Regions from separate parts of the Sus scrofa genome. Here region 2 is linked to region 1. The links are chromatin contacts, called in public promoter capture Hi-C maps. All regions are on one chromosome and are shown on one strand. Each heading gives the region's core, a stretch centred on a gene start, on an enhancer-like site or on the middle of the called end of the contact. The rest is flanking DNA. Distances are from core to core; before and after follow the strand shown. Region 1 holds the start of USF1 (upstream transcription factor 1). Region 2 holds the start of DCAF8 (DDB1 and CUL4 associated factor 8).

Region 1 (2,978 bases), core at 330-2,829:
GATTTACCTCATTCATTAAAGACCCTAAAGCCCAAGTGTATCCTCTTCAAGCCCCTTCTATTTTATTCACTAAGCCTTCCTGTAGAACAACACAGTTGCTAAAATGTTGCCATGACAACTCCAAATCAACCAAGCCTCAGCAAGAAGAGGGAAACTCCAGGTTCAGGGTTTGGAAGAAGAGATAATGGAGGAAGAATCCATCTAAGAGGTGCCTGCCTTACAACCCTGACACTGAAGTTCTCTTGCGGCACAGCGGTAAGGATCCAGCAGCAGTTGTCACTGCAGTGGCCTGGGCTGCTGCTGCGGTGCGGGTTCAACTCCCGTCCTGGGAACTTCCACATGCCCGCCCCCACCCCCTGCTAGGCCAAAAGAAAAAAAAAAAAAAAAAAAAAAAAGACCCTGACACCCAGTGGGGGTAAGTGAGGGTGGCGGCGGCAGGAAAAACAAAGGGCTGAGAAGACAGATGCCTCTAGAAAGAAATAGCAATATAGTACAAAGCAATAAGTAATCCCGACAGGAAAGGGGTAAGATTTTTTTAAGTTCTCTACCTGTAAGGGTCTCCCAAACCTTTATCTTCAGCGGTTAAGTCATGGAAAGCCCATATCCAAAGTGTTCACAAAAAAGAAAAAAAAAGGAACTGAAAATGAAACTGTCCGGAGCAAGTAGCGCTGCAATTAAGATCCGGTCCCTAAGGGGGAAGTAGCACCAGTATTTCGGGACCACCTACCTCTCCATCCTCGAACGTACGGAGGAAGTGCCCCTCTGAAGCTTGCTGCGCTGACAGCAGAAGGAAGCAATGAAACAAGAGGGCAGGGCAGAGGAGGCGTCTCTATGGCCCACAGCTGTCAGCCGGGGCAGCCTCTGAGGACGCCCAGCAACGGGGTCAAGATACTTATTCAAATCTTAGTAGGGCATCCAGAAGCATTTCCTGAGCGTTAGGGGTATGCGACAGGAAAGTGGGATAGGATGTCGTAGCGTGCACGCTCAGGCAAAGGGGGGGGGGGGAGAGCCCTGGCTAAGTCTGGACACAAAGGGAAAATAATCAAGTCCCCAAAGAAGGCTGGCGCCTAGACCTTGCCTGAGAATGCGGCGTCTCCCTGCAGGCCCATCAAGCAGTAGGCGCTTAAGAGCTGAGCGCCGGTCGGGCGCGAGCCCAGGAGCCCGCGCCGTGACCCGTCCAGCCCGGCCCGTCACATCCCGAGACCCCGCTGCTCCGCAGAGGCAGGAATTGAGGCCGGGGGTTCAGCGGATCCCGTGGTCTTGGCCCCGCGGCCCGCGGCTGCCATCGAAGGAGAGCGCGCCCGGGGGCGGGGAGTGAGTTCGGCCCACAAAAGGGGGTAGGAGATAAAGATCAGGCACGGCCCCCTCCCTCCAAACAAAAGCTTCCGCCCCAGGAGTTTCTGGACCTAAAAAACGGAAATAAAATCGAAGCTGCTCTCCCCCGCCTGCCCACCCAGTCTCCAGACTCTCGTCGGGTCCTGCACTCACCAGCCAAGGCCGCCGCAGGCTCCTATTTCCCTGGACCGAGTTCTCCCTCTCTCGACTCGGGTAGCTCCTTGGACAGCTGATCATGCGCACTACCGGCTCACAGCCATGTTGGTGAGGGGCGGAAGTGTCTCCTCCCGTCCGCCCAGCCTACACAGCCTCTGTGCTGCCCCACTTCCGTTCGCTCCATCTTGCCGGGGGCTGAAGGATGCGAGCGTGTTGGAGGTGTTGCTGGGGTGGGGAAGAAGCCACGACCGGGGATCCTTGGAGAATGACACTGAAGTCCTAGTCGCTCTAGCAAGGACGGAAGAAAGACGACTAACTTGGTGCTACTATTTTTCTGCTGGACAGGGCCTTTTTAGCTCCAGGAGAAGGGCGTGAGAGAGGCCAGCTTGGATCAAGCGAGGGACATCGGATGGAGGCGCCATCTTTAACAAGGGCTCTTTGGGAGGCCATCTTGGATCAGTATACCTGTTTGTGGTTGCTTATTAGACATTAGGACATAGCTGGTATAAATAGATCTGGATATACTTATTTGTATTAGGGTTAGAAGGCACCTAAAGACCCTCCAGGGCTTCCAGTTTTTGAGAGGCTCACAGTTTCTGGGAGAGGCATCTTGATTCCCATTCTTTTTCAGTCAAGACCTACCCTCAAGTTGCGGGGGCGGTAATGAGACGAGTTCAGAGCCTGGAGCCAGACAAACTCGGGTCTCAGACCTAACTCTGCCACTTCTTGGCTCTGAAACCTTTGGCAAACCTTTTGACTTAATTTAGTTTCCTCATCTGTGAAATGGATTTACCTGTACCAACCTTTTAGAATTATTAAGTGGATTCAGAAAAATCAGGAGCATAGACTATGTGCACATAGAATACCTAGCCTTTACTGGCACATAATGAGCATTATGCAAATATAAGTTTCTCTTCCGCATTTCCTGACCACCATGAACCCAGCTCTAGTTTCCAGCCGCAGGTCTCTATGGCAACAACTGAGGAAGAGCACCCAAACAATAAAAGCAGAAAAGACAACGAATGGTCAAATATTTGAAAATATGATACCTGTCACTCAAGACTTTAATAAGAGTAATGAAACTCCACACTATTTACGTGTAAAAATACAACTTTTATTATGAGACATTGCCCCTTGGGATTCGTGGCCCCCAGCCTATCCAGACAAGTAGTCCCAGGGTGTAAGTGACATCATTCCCCTTCCCTGAAATAGGAAGTTATTCCGAAGGGAAAAGAAGAGGGCAGAGAGATCTGTACAAGACCTCTCTGTCTTGAGATGCAGGGAGGCAGAAAGTAGGGGAGCTAGGAAGGGAGCCTGTCCCTCCAACAAATACTACAGGGTTCAAAAAGTTTCTTGGACATGTTCCTCCTAAGCTGAGGAGCAGGAGGCGTTTAACAGCCCCAAAGTAGAACAAGGATGGGTAACTCTAGAAGTGTTTGTGTATAATAAGCTCCGATATGGCCCTGACCTCTGCCTTTACCCTGGAC
Region 2 (2,978 bases), core at 319-2,818, 820 kb before region 1:
TAAGAAACATGATCTGCACAAAGGCAACACAAAGCAAACGAATGAAGAGGGAGACACATTCATTTCTATGCTTAACTGGAGTCATTTGAAGATATACAGCAATAGTTTAGGACTTCAAGTCAAGAGGCCCAGAGCCAATTAAACTTGTAAACGTAATTTAACCAGAGCTGGAACAAAGCCAAGAACAATACCCTAACTCCTTGGGAAATTGTGGTAGGAATTTTATAATTTTAGTGGTCAGCACTTGGGCACCAGGGTAGGGTCTGTCTTGGACTGAGGAATTTAAATGCCTTCAACTCCTACTCACCTTTCCTCCTTTATCACTGAAGTAGGGCCAGGCTGAGCTCCTGAGAAAATAGGCCTGTAGATTCACTGAAGGACTAAGAAAAGTTAAAGTTTAAATGGCAAGGGTGCCTCTTCAACTAAACATAATAAAAACATATTTATGAATACATGTTAGTACTTTTTTAGACCTCCTCAGGACTATTTAGAAGCACGGTAATTTATGACTACTGAACAAGTAACTTACGTAGTTACAGAAATTAAATGAACCAGGCAAGTAATCTCCCAGCTCCACTAAAACGTAAGTCATTTAAAAGGAAAACCTGAATCTTTTCAACGCCAACCCATAACCAAACCTCTCAACAAGCCACAGAGCAGGGGGAAATCCCGGAGAGAACGTGATAGCGCTAGTGCCGGTTTGTTTACAGAGACTCCAGCAACAATCATATGAGTCAGAAATTCAAGCCACTAGATGCTTTCCAACTAACAGGGACCAAATGGGACCGTTCTACGGTGCCCTGAAAGATTTAGGGGTGAAGGGAATTACATTACAAGGGTACAGGAACAGACGGCAACAACTGACTCCAGGGTTCTTGGACCTCGGCCTTCCGTACAAGGTGCTGGGCCCGAGAACTCGGGATGGGGGAGGGGGCACACAGCGCGGTGGCCCTGAGATGACGGGGAAGCGCAGGGCAAGCCGCGTCCCCCAATCTAAAGGGGAAAAGCGCACACAAATGGGTCACCCGACAAGGCAAGACGTCCCCGTGGATTGCGGGGCATGCTCCTGGGGGCAGCCGTGGGGCTGACCTGCGAAAAGGACAGCCACTCCTCCCGGCGGTGACTCGGGTCAGAAGGAGCAGACCTGAGCCCTGGGAGCTCGAGAAAGCAGTCAAACCTATCTTAAAGGGGAACGGGGCAAGGGGGAGGGGGCCAGGCCAAGCCGGAACGAGACACGGACCGGGTAGGTCAAAGGGGGGGGGTGTCCGGCTGGGGCAGTTACAAGCACGGGAGCCGGCGAGACTCTGCAGCCCGCTTCCCGTCTTGGGTCATCCTTCTGCCAGCGGCTGCTCCGACTGTTCCAGGCCCAGCCGCCCCGTCCACTGCCGCCACCAACGCCGCCGCCATCTTACACTGGCCAGCGGCCGCCACCACCACCGCCTCCGCTCTCTGCGCTTGCGCCTGCGCTGCCACGCTTTCCGGCCCCGTTTGCGACGATGTGCTGGAGAAGACTGAGGGAAAAGTGGTCGCGCGAGCTCTCGGCTCCCAACCCTCCACCGAGGACGCATAGGGGGCGGGCCTAAGCCCAACGGAAAACGGAGCGGGCGGCGCGTGCGCATTACTGAGAAGGCGAAGTTGTTTTTGTACTGTTTGGAAGACTTCACGATCCTCGTGATACTTAAATAGAGTTAAAGGCCTTTCAGAGTTGTGGTTTAAATCAACTTCATTTCTGACGGGTTTGCAGGCAAACTCCTGGGCGACCTTCATGTTTGCCCTGTTTCTGAACAAGCAGTTTTCTCCAGATTTCTTCTGAAAACTCCATTTCCTTTGAGGATCTTAAGTGCTTGCTTTACCCTCGAGACCCATTTACCGCCCCCCCCCGCCCCGCCCCGAGCTTCCATTTACCCATTTTTAAAGAAGGGATTTAGAAGCTTGAGGTGCAGCTAAGCTATTCAAGAAGCTCTTTGAAGGGGGGTAGTGTGTCGAAGGTTCCAAAGACTGGGACAGATGATGTACCCTCTGCTTGTCTGACATCTGAAGGAAGCATGCAGGAGGCCCCTGAAAAAGTTACTCCCAGTTGCCGGGCCAGGGGCGTTTTGCCCAGAAGGCTAGGGTGTGAGGCCCCTGGTAACCTCCTCTACCGCTAACCATCCTATTATGTCATTATATATTACTTAGACTATTGCAAGAGATGCCTAGCTGGTTTGTCCACTTCCATCATTGCCCTACTAGTTAAATAAAGGACCCAGAGTGACCTTTTAAAACGTAAGCCAGGTCATAGTATTATGCTCAAAACCTCCGAAAGCTTCTCATTGTACATTAAAAATCTAAATGATCAAGAGGTTTTCCGAGGAAGGCCCTACACGACATGGCACTTATTTCTCCGATTTCATTTCCTCCCATACTACCTAGCTCTGCTCTAGCCTTACTGGTCTTCTTCTTGTCACTACAACCAAAGCATGGACAGCCTGAGGGCTTTTGTACTTGTTCCCTCTTCTTGGAATGTTCATCTACGGTATTTTTTACTAGACTCATTCTGTCCATTTAATTACATCTCTACCCAAAGGCTACTTCCTCAATCAGCTTTTAACTATTCCAACTAAAATGGTATCCTGCACTACCATCCTTCTCTGTCCTCTAACTCTGTACTTTTTCATAATTTTTTTACCATAACATTTAATCTATTATTACATTTTTATGGGAGATTTTTTTTTTTTTGGACCATATCTGTGGCATATGGAGGTGCCCAAGCTGGGGTCGATTCAGAGCTTTAGCTGCCAACCATAGCCATAGCCACAGCAATGAGGGATCCAAGCTGTGTCTGCGACCTACACTACAGCTCACTGCAAGGCCAGATCTCTGACCCACTGAGCAAGGCCAGGGATCAAAGCCGAACCCTTATGGATACTAGTCAGATTTGTTTCCGTAGCACCACAGCAGGAACTCTGATAAGTATGTATTTGTAATCTAACTGTACT

The links. Promoter capture Hi-C pulls out the DNA fragments that hold promoters and counts their contacts.
Region 2: a contact with region 1 is called in a promoter capture Hi-C map of liver, with 3 times the contacts expected there. The contact joins the promoter of DCAF8 here to the promoter of USF1 in region 1. A contact is called at or near these places in 1 of 5 promoter capture datasets (liver) and 1 of 2 datasets of contacts at active chromatin or transcription factors (alveolar macrophages).

The regions. Positions count from the first base shown.
Region 1 is chr4:89,393,796-89,396,773 of Sscrofa11.1, reverse strand. It overlaps USF1 (upstream transcription factor 1), which reads right to left and starts at 1,579. Exons shown (of 11, transcript NM_001190245.1): 1 at 1,489-1,579. ARHGAP30 (rho GTPase-activating protein 30) reads right to left here. Exons shown (of 11, transcript XM_021089545.1): 11 at 2,584-2,978.
Region 2 is chr4:90,213,508-90,216,485 of Sscrofa11.1, reverse strand. It overlaps DCAF8 (DDB1 and CUL4 associated factor 8), which reads right to left and starts at 1,568. Exons shown (of 13, transcript NM_001244434.1): 1 at 1,413-1,568.